Linked DNA regions of Mus musculus: region 2 is linked to region 1. A link is a contact called in public ChIA-PET data. All regions are on one chromosome and are shown on one strand. Each heading gives the region's core, a stretch centred on a gene start, on an enhancer-like site or on the middle of the called end of the contact. The rest is flanking DNA. Distances are from core to core; before and after follow the strand shown.

Region 1 (2,700 bases), core at 159-2,658:
AAGGGTGCTCAACTCTAAAACAGACAGCCTGAGTTTGATCCCCAAGACTCACGTGGTAGAAGGAGAGATTGGATTCCTGAAAATTGTCCCCTGACCACCACATGAATGATATGTATACCCACCTCCCAAATAGAAAAAAAGAAGAGAGAGAGAGAGAGAGAAGGGGAGAGAGAGAAAGAGAGGGAGGGAGGGAAGGAGGGAGAGAGGGAGGGAGGGAAGGAGGGAGAGAGGGAGGGAGGGAAGGAGAGAGGGAGAGAGAGACAGGCAAAGAGGCAGAGACACAGAAAGAAAAAAAGAAAAAAGAAAGAAAGGAAGGAAGAGGGAAAAAGAGAAGGGAGGGAGGGAAGGCAGGGAGAGAAGGAAAGAAGGAAGGAAGGAAGGAAGGAAGGAAGGGAGGGAGGGAGGGAGGGAGGGAGGGAGGGAGGGAGGGAGGGAGGGAGGGAGGGAGGGAGAAACTTTAAGAGGAATATAAAGTTGATACACATGCCATGGAAAATTTTTGTGTCATATCCCCCAAATGCTTCAGTTACTAACAGGAACCACACAAAGAGACCCACATGCTCATCCAAAGAGATGAAGACCCTACTGTCCTCGGAAGAGACACAAAGACGTGTGTGAGAGACCTTTCCTCACCACACTTCCACTGTTCCCTACACAGGTCTCCCAAAACAAATTTGGTCAAACTTCTCAGCATTTGACTGCTTCCAACCTCAGTACATAGTGTGTGTATTGGGGAGAACCTAGCAATTAGCTCTCAAAACATGGAGCTATCAGAATACTAGTCTATACTCAGGGTAGGTATCAATAGAGAGTTGATAAGCCACACCCTAGCATACAGGCTAATTTTGACCTTCTATATATGCAACTATAGGTTCTATCCTTCAGACTCAAGTCTCTAAATGTAAATTTCCCATGGAGAATATTTTGAGGGAAGGATAGTGACTGTAGAAGGTAGCCCTGTTTCAAACATATTGCACACAGCATTGTCAATACCTAGAGCACTAATTCAAAGATAGCCTGTAATAATGTTTCCATTAGCAGATAACGTCACGTGAAGGCTTTATTCATAGAGGCTTAATTAACAACTGGTAATGATGGCTCATATCTGTAATCCCAAAATTTGGGAAGCTGAGGCAGGAGGATTAAGAGATCGAGATCACGTCCCCAAAGCCACACACACACACACAGTCAGCCTCATCACACATTGCTCTAAAATGTTCTCATGATTTTCTTTTCTTTTTGCCTTTGTTTATGGCTCCAACACAGTACAAGGTTCTTATGAAGTATGACACCCACAAAAACAAAACTATTCCGGTGGCTGAGAACCCCAACTTCATCTGGAAGAACCACAAGCTCCCCAATGACGTTCCTGGGCTGGGTAAGCCGTTCTTGCTGAGTTTCCTTCTCTCGATGTGGTTTCCGCGCAAGCTGTAGGCAGTTAGCTTGTTTATCTTTTCTTCTCATCTTGCCTAGACTCTCCAGGTTTGTGGCTGGGTTTTACAAGCCCAGTGAGTTCTGGTTAGACCCATCCACATTCGAACCCTGTCTTGAAGATGGTTTCCATATAAGCGGGACCCCCTAGAAAACAAAGTCAGAAAATCAGCAAAATTGAATAGACATAAAAATGTGTACTTTATCCTGTTACTGCTACAGACTCAATGTTTTAAGCAAGGAATATTTGCTGGATCTCACCTCTCCTCAGCTTTGCTCAGCACCTCAGGAAAGGATCTGTCTAGCCCTGTGTGACGCCTGCACGGTACTCACGCCACATTTGCTTGTTCATGTGTCTTTTTACAACATACTGTACAAGATTGGGGTCTAATAGTCACTGATACCTGTTGCTGAAGCATACTGCACTGGAATAATTGAATAATTATGTATTCAATTATTCAATATATTCAATACATTCAATATGTAATTTATTCTATATAATCTACAATATATATTGTAACATTAATATCATAAGAATATATAATGTTATATAATATTATTAAATATAATATAGTGATATATTATATTATATTAATTACACACACACACACACACAAACACACACACACACACACACACACACTGGACCCAGCACTAAAACCATTAATTTAGATGAAAAGGCAGGTCCAGGGTAGCATAGCCAAAGACAATTGCGTTAACATGAGTCAGTTTGCTTTGATTACAACTAAAAGCTTTCTCCTCTAGCAAAGCAGCCTGTTTACCGAGTTCCCTCCAGCCCTACTGTCCTAGGACTTAGAAATCACCCTGCTGTTCACTGTACATTCTTTGAGAAGCCGGCAGAATGCAACAACCAGAATAGCCACTAGAGGGCACAGATGGTTTGCCTTAGAAGTAGCCTGAACCTGACTTAACAGAGAAGCAAAATGAAAATGCGGTTGAATTTTAAACAACTGCATTTAGCCAGGTGGCTCACATCTGTAATCACAGTGTTGGGAATACCGAAGGGAATATTACCATGAGTTGAGGCAATCCTCGGCCACAAAATGAGATCCAGGCCAGCCTGGACTACTGAGTATGACCCTGTCTAAACAACAATGAACTGATTTCATTTAAATAGCATGTTTAAATATCTAATTATGGTCATTATGTCTAGCACAGGGGGTGCTCATTATGTAGGCAGGTAGGGACTGAAATGACCTGAGTGGCTCAGACTCATGCTCTGGCATGGGGGTGTATGATGCCACAGTG
Region 2 (2,700 bases), core at 148-2,647, 220 kb before region 1:
CTGTAGAGCAGTTTTGAATTAGAGATTAATGGAGGAAGGCCCAGCCCAGGAGGGTGCCATCCTTGGGCTGGTGGCCCTGGGTTCTATAAGAAAGCACGCCTTTAATCCCAGCACACAGGAGGTAGAGGCGGGTGAATCTCTGAAGCTGAGGCCAGCCTAGTTTACAGAGCTACTTCTGGTACAGCAAAGGTAACACAGAGAAACCCTGTCTCAAAAGGAGGGGGGGCGGGGGGGGGAGAGGGAAGGAGAAGGAAAAGAAGAAAGAGAAAAAGGAGGAGAGAAAGAAAGAAAAAAGAGAAAAAAAGGGAGAGAGGGAAGGAGAGTTAGAGAGGAAAGAAGAAAGGAAAAAGAAAGCTGGCCAAGAAATCCATAGGAAGCAAACATAGAAGCAGTGTTCCTGCGTGGCCTCTGCATCAGCTCCTGCCTCCGGGCTCCTGCCCCGCTGGAGTTCCTGTCGACTTCCTTCAATGATGAACTGCAATGTGGGAATGTAAGCTGGTGAACTTTCCTCCCTAACTTGCGTTCTGGTTATGGTGTTTCATCACAGCAATAGAAATCCTGACTAATACAGCTGAGATGCAGGCTCCATCAGCGCCTGCTCACCACCCAGGGCTGGCCATCTGTGTGACGCATCTATGCTGCAGGGCTGGCCTTCTGTGTGACACATCTATTCCGCCTCCTCACTACGACTTCACAAACATTGGAAGGTGGCTGCCAGTTTCTGTTCCAGGCTCTGTGTCATCGATCCTTCCACTGTCCCTCCTGCAGCATCATGTCCCTGATCCTTCTCCTCCCTGGCCGTTAGATATGTCTGTGTAATGGTTGGTCCTGGTTGTCAACTTGACTAGATTGAGGGATAGCTAGTGGATTAGAAAGGCATGTGTTTGTGATAGTGTTTCCTGGAACAATCCGATAATGAAGATCTGAGATACTGAACAGATTAGTCCCATGATCAAATTATAATATAATCTGAGAGTGTATTGAGAGGTGGTGGAAGTGGAGGCGGTATTTAGTTGGAGGAACTAAATCACTAGAGGCATCCTTGGGGCCTATATATCCCTGTATCCCACCTCTCTCCCTGCTTCCCAACTGCCACAATGATGTGAACTGTCTCACACAATGGACTGAATCCTCTAAAAATGTTGGCCAAGATATGTGTAGTCCCTTCAAATTGTTTCCCGATATTTTGTCCTGGCTATAAGAGAGGTAGCTAACACACACCCTTTTCTTCAGTCTGTTTTGTTGACATTGTTTCGTCTTTAGGGGGGGGGGAATCCCATCTATAAAGTAAACTAAGTGTGAACCAGGGCCTTGTGCAGCTGAAGAACTAGACCTCCCTACTCCAAAGACCAACCACAAGGCAGGACTAAGGGGTGATGGTTGTCAGGTGCCACAACTGACTCACGGTGTCTGGAGGGAAGACAGGGAGGCCACGGGGAGTTTCCTGCTGCAGTGCAAGCTCACATTCCCCTGCTGTCTCCTTCATCAAACACTTCCACTTTCAAGTTCATATTTTGCTTTTTCTCGTCTGTTTCTAGCTTTATGGCTAGAAGATTATTCAGCCATTACAAAGTAATTGTCATAGCACTGGTGGCAGGGGACAGGCTCATGAGAGCTGAGTCCCTCTCCTGAGTCTCCCCTTTTCATGCTTAAGTACTGAAGACCACAAAGCCATTTATTTTACCGCCGCTGTGAACCTCAAATTATGGAATTCAGGCAAATTGGAGGGTCTAGGGGGTGAGTTTCATGCAATTCACTGATAGCCTCAAGAGAGAGATGCGAGCCTTCCCTACCCATCCTCCTCTTTTCCTTCTCTTCAGTTAATTTCCTCCATTCTTTTACCACACATTACAAAACTGAAATGAAGAAATTCACGTTCTCAGCAACAAAGCCTAAAACCACAGGTGGCGCTCACTTGCATTACACAACTGCCTTTAAAAAACGTTGTGGAAAGACAGCTATGTGCACATGGCTTTTAACACAACTTCTGGGGTGAAGCAAACCGGCACTTTACTTAGAGGGCTTTTGTGTCAGAGTCTGAACTTCACAGCCTCGGGAGTTTTCTCACTGGTGGTTTAAAAGCGGTTTGTTATAGATTGCAGAAAGCCAACCAATGGGTATTCTGATAGCTGTGAGTCTCAGAGTAATTGGGCAGAGTAATTTTAATGAATAAATGAAAGGGAATTTTGTGGAACCAGAGCCCTAAGCTCACATCGTCAGGGTTCTAAGTTTAACTTTTCAGTCTTTAAGACTGAGTGAGAGCAGCAGGCAACCTCTGAGGTAACCTACTTGGATTTAGTAAAACTCCTGGGTAAAGGATTTTCCCAATTGCAAAGCAGAATTATTTCTTGACTCTTAACACTAGACTGGCTCTTTTGTAAGCCTTGCTACCTACTTCCTGTGTGGCCATGGCTCCTTTAGACATTTGCATACAGTGTTTAACACAGCTCCACTATAAAAATCAAAATTCCTCTATAGATAAGAAGGGAGGACTGGCCAGGCGTGGTGGCACATGCCTTTAATCTCAGCACTTGAGAGGCAGAGGTAGGCGAATTTCTTAGTTCGAGGCCAGCTTGGTCTACAGAGTGAGTTCCAGGACAGCCAGGGCTACACAGAGAAATCCTGTCTCAAAAAAAAAAAAAAAAAAGCAAAAACAAAACAAAAATAAAAACAAGAAGGGAGTACTGTGATGTAAACCAT

What was found. ChIA-PET counts read pairs in DNA pulled down with a chosen protein or histone mark.
Region 2: a contact with region 1 is called in an RNA polymerase II ChIA-PET map of memory CD8 T cells, with 65 read pairs. The contact joins two enhancer-like sites. A contact is called at or near these places in 3 of 39 promoter capture datasets (embryonic stem cells, hematopoietic stem and progenitor cells and pre-B cells), 6 of 484 Hi-C or Micro-C datasets (CD4 T cells, CD8 T cells, DN3 thymocytes and 3 more), 2 of 115 datasets of contacts at active chromatin or transcription factors (effector CD8 T cells and memory CD8 T cells) and 2 of 9 other capture datasets (embryonic stem cells and liver).

What each region holds. Positions count from the first base shown.
Region 1 is chr6:136,742,594-136,745,293 of GRCm38.p6, reverse strand. It overlaps Gucy2c (guanylate cyclase 2c), which reads left to right. Exons shown (of 27, transcript NM_001127318.1): 10 at 1,267-1,378. Among named protein-coding and RNA genes, the nearest start is that of Gucy2c, 38 kb to the left of the region's middle. Within about 2 kb of position 1,408, at least 62 of the 459 cell types and tissues checked have an H3K27ac peak or open chromatin away from gene starts, as enhancers often do. A contact at or near this core is called in CD8 T cells, DN3 thymocytes, LSK cells and 3 more, where this site is marked.
Region 2 is chr6:136,964,033-136,966,732 of GRCm38.p6, reverse strand. No RefSeq gene overlaps it. Among named protein-coding and RNA genes, the nearest start is that of Pde6h, 11 kb to the right of the region's middle. Within about 2 kb of position 1,397, at least 151 of the 459 cell types and tissues checked have an H3K27ac peak or open chromatin away from gene starts, as enhancers often do. A contact at or near this core is called in CD8 T cells, DN3 thymocytes, LSK cells and 3 more, where this site is marked.